Regions from separate parts of the Hordeum vulgare genome. Here region 1 is linked to region 2. The links are chromatin contacts, called in public Hi-C maps. All regions are on one chromosome and are shown on one strand. Each heading gives the region's core, a stretch centred on a gene start, on an enhancer-like site or on the middle of the called end of the contact. The rest is flanking DNA. Distances are from core to core; before and after follow the strand shown.

The links. Hi-C and Micro-C count contacts between places; a contact is called where the count stands out from the background.
Region 1: a Hi-C map of seedling shows a contact between it and region 2, with 2.9 times the contacts expected there. The contact joins the promoter of LOC123435209 here to the enhancer-like site in region 2. A contact is called at or near these places in 1 of 6 Hi-C or Micro-C datasets (seedling) and 1 of 1 datasets of contacts at active chromatin or transcription factors (embryo).

What each region holds. Positions count from the first base shown.
Region 1 is chr1H:343,777,722-343,782,633 of MorexV3_pseudomolecules_assembly, forward strand. LOC123435209 (arogenate dehydratase 1-like) reads right to left here and starts at 1,984. Exons shown (of 1, transcript XM_045115558.1): 1 at 18-1,984. The coding sequence starts at 1,788. The coding sequence ends at 583.
Region 2 is chr1H:343,523,231-343,528,353 of MorexV3_pseudomolecules_assembly, forward strand. No RefSeq gene overlaps it. Among protein-coding and RNA genes, the nearest start is that of LOC123435209, 250 kb to the right of the region's middle. Within about 2 kb of position 1,476, at least 3 of the 3 cell types and tissues checked have open chromatin away from gene starts, as enhancers often do. A contact at or near this core is called in seedling, where this site is marked.

The sequences.
Region 1 (4,912 bases), core at 734-3,233, 250 kb after region 2:
ATCCTAGTATATCTATGTTTTCTAAACAATTATGGTACTCAACATATTTGTTTTGCACAAAAGTACTACAAACTCTACAGTTCAGCTCGTATACAGATCACACCATCCTAATATTGCACAAATTCCTGTATCGATACAGAGTATTCATAATCCTACTTGTGCTATTGGAAAGAACAGCCAGAGTCTTCAATGTGCCAAGGTCTGTACTCTACAAGTTGAACACCGAGATGCACAAGGAAGGGAGCAGTGACACGACATACTCTACCCTCAGATCTAGCACAACAAAATTACAACAATCATGTAAAATTATAATGCTATCTTACACATCCTTTTGTTACTGCATCAGGCCTCAGCAGCAATTTTACACCTATCACACAGCTAGACCAGCAGAGAAGAAAGAGTCTTATTGCATCTGTACACAAATACCAGTGCGTAGCGGCAGCTGAGCAGCGAATGCACTGCTCGAGTGCTATAATGGAAATTTCCAGGTCCAATTCCAGTTCCAATTCGACTGTGTCGAACTAGCTAATTCCATCACTTCACTTGCACTACTATGATGGGAGGATCACTCTTCTGTTCTCCTCATTGCAGATCGTAGACGTTGGTGTCCGCGGCGTAGCAGCCAAGAACTCGGACGAACACGGCGAATTTCTCGATCTCCTTGATGGCCTCGCGGACGAGCGGGTCGTCGGCGGCGCCCTCGCAGTCCACGTAGAGGACGTGCGGGAACGCGCGCAACGTTGGCGCGCCGCGGGCGCCCGTGTCCAGGATCATCACCGGCGGCCGCGGCTCGCCGACGCCCCCTTCGTTGTTGATGACCTCCAGCTTGGACATGTTGATGTTGCGGGAGGAGAAAGCGGAGAGCACCTTGAGCACCACCGCCATGGACCCGCCCCGGTGCGCGACCACCATGCTGGTCTTGGCGTCCGCGTCCACGGGGACCGGGACCGGCGACGGCGGCTTAGAGAGCAGCAGGAAGCGTGTGACGTTCCAGGACTCATCCTGCAGGCCGTGCGCGAGGACGTCGAGGCCGTAGAGGTCGGCTGCGCGCGGGCTGGCGATGGCGGCCGTGTCGAGCATCATGTTGGACCGCAGCATCTCGACGGCGCCGGCCGTGTCCTCGACCGGCTCGCGGTCGACGCCGAGGCGCGCGAGGGCGCGGCCGCAGTGCGCGAGCGCCATGGGGTGGCTGATGACCCGGCGCACCTCGGTGGCGCGCACCCCGGGCATGGCGAGGAGGCAGTAGTGCACGAAGAGGTTGATCTCCTGCGCCACCACCAGGTCGTGCCGCAGCAGGAGGTCGTAGTTCCGCAGCGCGGTGCCCTCCATGGTGGACTCCACGGGGAGGATCGCCCGGTGGACCAGGCCGCGGTCCACGGCCGCCAGCGCGTCCGCGAAGGCCCGGCACGGCACGGTCTCGCACCCGGGCAGCGCCGTCTTGGCCGCGAACTCGCTGTACGCGCCCGGCGCGCCCTGGTACGCCACGCGGAGGCCCGTCCCGTCCTGGCCCCCTCCGCCCGTGGTCACCGACAGGTGGATCCGGTCATGGCCGTTCACGTGCGTCTTCCCGTTTATGACGCCGGGCCCCTTCTTGCCGTCGGCGCCGGCGCCGTTGATCTGTACCTTGCCGTTGGGCGCTTTCTTGGAGTGCCCGTTTACGTGCGGGGCGCCGTTGACGGCCCTGGCCGCCCGGACGAAGGACGGCGACCTGGAGGAGGAAGGTCTGGCGCGGTGGGGCTTGGGGAGGAGGAGGTGCTTGGAGAGGTGGAGGGAGGAGGTGTAGGCCATAGATTTCCGGGCGGTGAGGTCGACGGTGGTTGGAGTCGGAGCTGAGCTAACAAGCGTCGAGAGGGGAAGCTTCTTGACTTTTTATACACGCTGAAATGCTACTACTGCTCCTACTCCAGACTCCAGAGTGGCTTGGTCGGCTTTGCTGCTTATATAATTCTACTATCTACCGCAACCGCAAGTTCTTGCCGCCTTTTCTCCGAAGGTTACTATTCATTCTTCGTGTAGAAATTTCCCACCGGGTTCATAGTACATGCTTATCATCAACTCAAATTATCATCAATTGTTACCATCAGTGTCACAGTCGTTGCTGAAGTGAGTGCGGTCAAAGGAATCGTAATCCGTAGGGCCGGGCGCGAGCGACACGATGCCACGGCGCGCATCTGGACCCGTGGTTTCTTCTTTCTTGTGTGACCCGGAGTCGCGGCACCAGCTCCGGCATCGGATCTCCTGGCCGCGTGGGTGGACGGGCGGGCAGGGCAGCGGCCGGTTGCTCTTTTCTCTACGCTTTCCGGGCTGGCCGATTGGTGCGGCGGCGTCGCTGTCGCGGGTGAATGCATCGATGGGGTAGCCGTTGTCCTCTGGCTGTAGTGGCTGTTAATGGTAAGATATGGGTCCAGGAGGGGTGTAGAAGGTGATAAGCTCGAAAAGTCGTTCATGTGGCTCAATGTGATAGTGCGATTCCATCCGGACGTTTGTTTGAATTGCATTCTGTGCGATCGGGACGACAATGAAGCTGTCCATATCTGGAACGGTCCGTAGTCGGGTCCGTGTGTCTAACCCATGGTTGAACCCCAAATCGTTCGGCATTTAATTTTTTTGTAATAAACAAAAAAATATCAGAAAAATGTAAATAAAATGCAAACACTAATAAAAGCATTGTTTCGTGGCCGCTGGTTGTTGTGTTCGCCGGTAAAGTAGGACGTGCGCGTGCAGATCGTGCTCATCGCTAAACCAAGTGTCCCACAAAGGGGAATCCACGGCGTACCTCGGGTCGTAGTAGAGGTCGTCGGGGAGGCGACGTCGACGGCGTTGGATCTCGTTGCGATGGGCACGACCACTCGTTAGCACCGGTGGAATCGGCACCCGATGGGCGAATAGTTGCCAGTTGTTCGGCAAGTGGACGTCGCTCCACGGGAGCGGCGTCTTGTCTCCCAGTAGCGACGGCACACATCCGCTTGGACGTACTGCCGGGAGCGCGCCGAGGCGTCCGGAGGGGCAATGGAGAAGGCTGTTGGAGCAGACCGTCACAGAGGAGAAGAACGGTGCAGCTCGCTTGCGCCGCGACGGCGGCCGAACGAGGACCCAACCTCTTGGTCGTGCTCCCCCTTCCCCTTGCCGTCGGTGCTCCATCACCCCATTGTTGTCGGCGGTCAGAGAGTTAGGGCTTGGTGTCGGTCCCGAGGAGGCAGTGGAGTGGACGCGTCTGCGTGTGCCGGTCCACGGTTTCCCCCATTTAAGAAGAACGACAACCGCCCGCCAGAATGGATGACAGGCAGGGCCTACCGGACGTGCGCAGTAAATACGGACGGTGGGAGGTAGGTGTCCTCCTGCCACGCGTCCCTGATGTGGACGAGAGAAGGGCTCGAGCGCGTCTGCTCGCTGTCCGCCAGGACCCAAGCCGGGCGCATGTTTGCGCCGGAAATGGGCCGACCTAGACACAAAACGGACCATATGCGTCCACGGCGACGCGCGCTGGGCCGTGGGGTTTGTCCATTTTGCTCCAAACGGACAGGACGAACAGGATGTGGTCGTGCGCTGGAGTTGACCTAAGGGCATTTCCAATAGTTTGTACTCCCTCTATCCATATATATAGGGTCTAATGTGTTTTTCGAGGCTAATTTTGATCATATGTTAAAGCAATAATATATGACATGCAAGTTACACAAAGCATATCCTCAAGTTCGTATGTGAAAGGAGCTTTCAATGATATAATTTTCACATTATACATTTCATATACTATTAATCTTATCAATAGTCAAAGGCAATCTCGAAAAATGCATTAGGCTCTATATATATGGATGGAGGGAGTATGTAGTCTTGTTGGTAAAATTGTCCATGTCATTAACCAACAAAGGATCATACAACTACTCCAATGGTTGCATCTAAATTATCCAATAGGAGAAGAGGGAATAAATGCAATTGCTCTCCTATGTAACCTTGGAGCTTGTGCAAGAGCTGTTGGCTAATCTACATACTATAATTTTTCTCTTCCTCCTCATTTATTTATTGCCATATCATTATATATCTTAGGCGGCAAAGTTTAGCAACAGCTATTTTATAACTATTGAAGATGCCTTAATAACGTGCCAGTTAATACATATTTGCTGATATGTGTACGAGTGCTTCCTGTTGAGATGTGATATAAAAAGTGACGACGGCGAAGCTACTTGGACAGGACCAAGCGCATCTACAATGGGAGTCCCGTATCCTTCCCAAATGTTCTGCGACCTGTTCGGACAAAAAATTGTCATTCAATCACACGTGAAAGGAATTCTAACCGACCTATTCAAATGGATGCATGTTTTTTATTAGATCGGCTTGTCCGTTTCCTTTTGTGTTTGGTTCGACCATGCCTTAAGCACGCCAACGTATTTCGGTCCTCGCGGTCGGCGTCCGTCCATTATTTTTTACTTTTTTTACAAACATATGAAAAACAATGACCCTATTTAATTAATTCAAACGAAATACAAATATATCAAAGTTACACAAGCAAATAACATTCTCATAGTTTACTAGCCAAATAAAAATTTAATTGTCTCAAATACATTAAAAATAAGATAGAGGATACATTTATTGGTTGCCAACGTGCCGGTACATTTATTGGTTGCTAATATGAGCCTACATATACTCCACCAAATCATCTTGCAACTGAATGTGAGTTCACAATCATGCATCTGATTATTAAATTCGATGAATCGTGCAAACGTTATCGTCCCTCCATGTTTAGGTACAACATTGTCACTTTGAAATTAAAATCCTTGGTCACATAAACGTTCCGCATGCTCATTCTCTACGATCATATTGTGCATGATTACGCAAGCAGTCATTAATGGGGTTACCTACTAAGGGTAGGGTCATGGACCTGCTATCGAGGGCGCACCTAGCGCCCCACACAGTCAAA
Region 2 (5,123 bases), core at 226-2,725:
GTTAAGTATTTTAAAAACATAAGTAAACATTTTATTAATGATATGAAATATTTTTAAAACCACCTGAATATATTTTCTAAATTTTATAAACATGTTTAAAGAGCTTCACATAAATATTTTCATATGCATGTGCTCTTTTAATGCAAGGTAAACATTCTTTAATGATAACGAACATTTGTTTTGAATTACGAACACATATTTTTTGCATGGATAACATTTTTTAACTGACATGTACACTTTTTGGATCGCGTGAATATTTTTTAGTTGTCACCTATTTTTTCATATTTGATGTATTTAGTGTTTTCGAATATACAAAAAAGGAATAAATTATGTGCATGACAAAAGCATGATGTCAGCATGATAGAATACATAGTTACTGAGCCGGCTCAATATCGTCTCGCTGTAGACGAAGCGGTCTTGTATCACGCAAGAAGCGAGACTTAAACTCGCTGATGATATCCATCGTCAATACAAATCCTTGTTGTCTTGTTGATATCTTCTAATCAGCGCCTTCTGCGGTTCTGTCTCGGTTAGGGGCTCTGTCCGCCATGCATGTGCAGATATGTGCCGGCCCATTGAAGCGTCACTATGGTTCACTTTCGGTCAACAGTTATCTTGTTTTTTTTTGAAAGGAATCCAAAATAACTATTTTCTAGGTCTAGTGAGTAAATGGATATAGCCTGGCTTCATCTCTAGTAAAATAAAAAGCAACAAGCTTAACTTCTTAATTAAAATAAATTCCTGCTCTAATTAGACATTAAAAATAGTTTAGGGATAAGACAAAAAGTTAGGTAAATGCCCCGAAATAAGAGGTGTTGTTATAAAAACTGTGGACCACCCCCATGTGGAATGAAGAAGGGGGCATTTTAAAAAAAAATCTCTCACCCTTTTAAGATTATCTATCTCTATTCAAATAAATTTACATCGTATGGGCAATTTACTGGCAGCTACAAAATGGATAGTAAGATTCTTCACTATGGTCGTTTCAATTTGTCCCCGCTTAGAAAAAGTCTTTGAAAAATACAAAAAAGATCTATTTTGTTTCTAAATCAAAACATAATTTTGAATTCACGAGTTTTAAAAAAAATGTAAAATTCCAAAAAGATATTCAATAGGATAAATCGAAAAATTTCAAAAAATAATTACGAATATGAATAAAGTACATCTTTTTAAAAAAACAAGTATTTGATTTTTCTTTCAGAATTATAAAAAAAATCCGTGCATTCAAAAAATATGATGAATTTAAAAGAAGGAACAAGAAAAAAGCAAAAAATAAATAAATAATGCAAAAGTAAATAGGGTAAGAAATAAAATAGAAAACCAAATAAAACTGGTCCTGGAAAACCTAAACAACAAAAAGGAAAGAAAAATGGCTGAGAGAGGAAACTGTTTTCTACGCACTTCAATCTAGCTGGACCGGCCCAGTTTCAAGCGATTCGGGCATGGGTTGACGAAATGGGACCTCCTTTTGGATGTGATAAGCGTCAAATTGCTGTCACTCCGCATAGAGGCGCGTCCTTCGTGGGCTTTGTGGCCTGCAAGTTTTTGTAACTGTTTCTGGCGCGTGTTTCACCTGTTTCGTCTGTTTGGAAGTATTACTCTGTTTTCTCTTTTTTCGGGTGTATTTGTTCCTCACAGACTTCAGGGCGTTTTAACTGGGAACAGTAAACAAGAAACTCTCATTGATTCTGCTGGTGTCCATTTTGTTTACAAACTGATTTTTCTGTTTCAACCTTCTTTACAACTCAAAGGAAGCAAGAAATTATCGTTTTTTTTTCTTTTTTCCTTTGATTTTTTACTTCAAGCAAAAAACATTTTTCGAATTTAAAGAAAACAATTCAACAAACATGAATAAATTGGGAAGCGTGAACATTTGTTGATTCTTGAGAACAAAATTTTGAAAACGAGAACAATTTTGAAAAATCCCGAACAAATTTAAAAGCACGAACACATTTTTCAAGCATGAACACAATTTCGAAGCACGAACATTTTAACAAATTAGGAACAGTTTTGTAATGCCGCAATTATTAGAAATCCCAAACCTTTTTCGAAAAATAATTCCGACAATTTTATGTTTCCTTTTAGCATTTTTTAAAATTCCGGAATTTTGTTCAAATTCTGGAGCATTGTTTCAAATATGAGTACATTTTTCCAAATTCCATAACATTTTTTAAATTCCGAAAGATTTTTCAAATTCCGGAACATTTTTTCAAATTCCGGAACTTTGTTTCAAATTCCGGAACGTTGTTTTAAATTCCGGAACACTTTATCAAATTTCGGAACATTTTTCAAATTCCAGAATATTTTTTCAAATTTCAGAATTTTTTTTCAAATTTCGGAACATTTTTCTATTTCCGAAATAATTATTCAAATTCTGAAACATTTTCTTCAAATTCTGGAACATTTTTTCGAAGTTTCGAACACTTTTCAAATTCTGGAACAATTTTTCAAATTCCGGAACATTTTTTTGAAATTATGGAACGTTGTTTCGAACTCCGGTACATTTTCTTAGATTTAGAAACATTTTTTAAAATTCTGAAATATTTTTTCAAATTTCGGAATATTTTTAAAGTTCCAGAATAAACTTTTTAGATTCAGAACCATTTTTTTAATTTTGGAATACTTTTCGAAAATTTAGAACATTTTGGAAACAAAAAAAGAAAAAAAAGAATAAAGAAAAAGAAAATTAAAAAAACGGTTCAAGAAATCTTCTAGAATGTTCCAAAAACCGGAAAAACCGGCTGGAAACCGGGATCAACGAAGTGCTGAACCGGCTGGCCCAGGTCATCGCTAGCTTGTCAATCCCTATGCTATTGCTCGACAAATTGACGCAACGTGCGGCATATAGGGTTTTCCGACGAAATGTACGTTAACTCCCATGGAAAGTGTGGAACAACGTGCGGCATATTGGGGATCCCTGTTGGCGGCTGCTGACATCCATCTAGGAAATGGGCATGGCTTAGCGCAAAACAACGAGTGCTCGCTCAGTTCGCTCAAGAACGAATATTGTTTCAAGAGCTCCTATTCGAGGCTCATTGTGACCAATAGCAGCCGGACGTATAGCGCGACTCGACTAGGCCACCCCATTAACAGTTCTTAGCATGGGGTCCTGTGTCACGGTCGCAAGTTACTATAACAGTACTTTTTTATAAAAGAAAAATATTTTCTGAAGATTGGCGAACATTTTTTAGAAAAAGCGAACAATTTGAAAATATTACTGATTTATTTAAATTCCAAATATTATAATACAATTTTTTAAACAACCCGAAATATTTTTCAAGATTGTGGACAATTTCCAAAATTAGTGCACAATTTTTGGAACACTGAAAATTTTCTTAGAACCGGAATTTGCTTTTCAAAATTGGAAAAATTTTGAAGTTCCAATTTTTGTTCGGAAATTAAGGAAGTTTAAAAAAAACAATAAAAATATTTGAAATTCGAACACCTTTTAAAACATTAACATTTTTGAAAAGTTATTTTTCATATTCCCAACTTTTTAGAAACAGGTATGGTGATTTTCTTAGAACGCGAATAAAATTTGGCAAAGTGAACATTTTAAAAAACGATAACATTTGTTACTTATTTCATTTTTACATAAAATGATTAAAAAACTAAAATCGAATTGAAATTTCAAAAAATATTAAATTTATTTTTTATAATTGGTTCAGGAACCCTTCAGAAAGGTTCCCTATAAAGTAATTTCAGAAATGTTCATGGACTTCAAAAGTCAGTTAAAAAATTGAAAATAATGTCCATGTATTTAAAAAGAGTTCATGACTTAAAAATATTTGTGCATTATAAAAATGCTAAAAAATAAGATTCATAAATTCCTAAAAAATCAAGAATTTGGTAAGCATTCATGTATTTGAAAAATGTTCCTGAATTCTTATATAGTATGAATTTTTAAAGACATTCGAAATTTCAAAAAAAAATCAAAAAATCTTCGTGAATTATTGTTGAAAAATTCTAAATATACTTATGGGTTTAAAAATGATCAGAAATTGAAGAAAGAAAGAATAAAAATGAAAATAAAAATAAAACAATATATAGTGAACAAATAATTAACAATATAAAACCAAAATACCAGGAAAATAGAACCTTACAAGTGGTTCCTAACAATAGACAATACCTTCCTCAAACCAATTCCGCTGGATACATTGTGAATGCTTCCATGACTAAATGGACTGGCCAACCTTAGTAAGCTATCAAGCGGTCGTCAAAGGATTTTATGCAGCGGAAATATTGTTTTGGGCCCATTGCGGCGGATGCTCTATTGCCCGCCTTATGTACGAGCAAAAGTGCCACCGCATGAACCAAATGTAAATGGTAAGCTAACACATAGTATGTTTTTGTTTTCTTTACAAATGATAAGTTTTCATATATTTTAAAACTATAAATGTTGTTTGCAAAAAGAATAAGAAATTATTTCAGAAAAATGGTATAGAAAAATGCTTGAACGAATTAAAAAGTATATATGTTTTAAAAAATACTTTAGAAAGAAGGATGGAGATGAGCCTAACTTTCAATTAATAAAGCCATCAGTCGACAAGGCATTACAATGCATCCACAAGCCACAATAGCCAAAATCGAGACTCCTTTCGTAAACTAATATAAGAGCGTTTAGATCACTGTTTTAGTGATCCAAACACTCTTATAATAGTTTACACAGGAAGTACAAGGGAGCTTTACGAAGGAAAGTACACAACAACCATTAGAAGCATTTAAGAATAGGAAAATAGAGAATGCAGTCATTCGTGAGAAGGAAGATCGACGAGATCCTCTCTGCCACCGTCACCTGCGCACATGCACTTACTCGGAGGGTATCTTGGGTGGTGACAAGAATGGAATAGGTGGCAGTGGGAGGGGAACCCTAGTCACTGTTAAGTTGCCCAACAAGACTACACGAGGGCCGGTCGTTTTTCCCTCAATGTTTTGTTATTCACAGGTGATCAATTGCATGGACCATACCATGGCATTGTTCTAACCATGACTCAACTAAGATTGTGATTGCTTTTTTCCTTGGCATTGGCAGTGTGTTGGCCATATCGTCGATGATAGATTTCTTTGAGCTATGATTTTCTCTACTATTTATCAACGAATTAGAATGACTAACTTTTCCATGG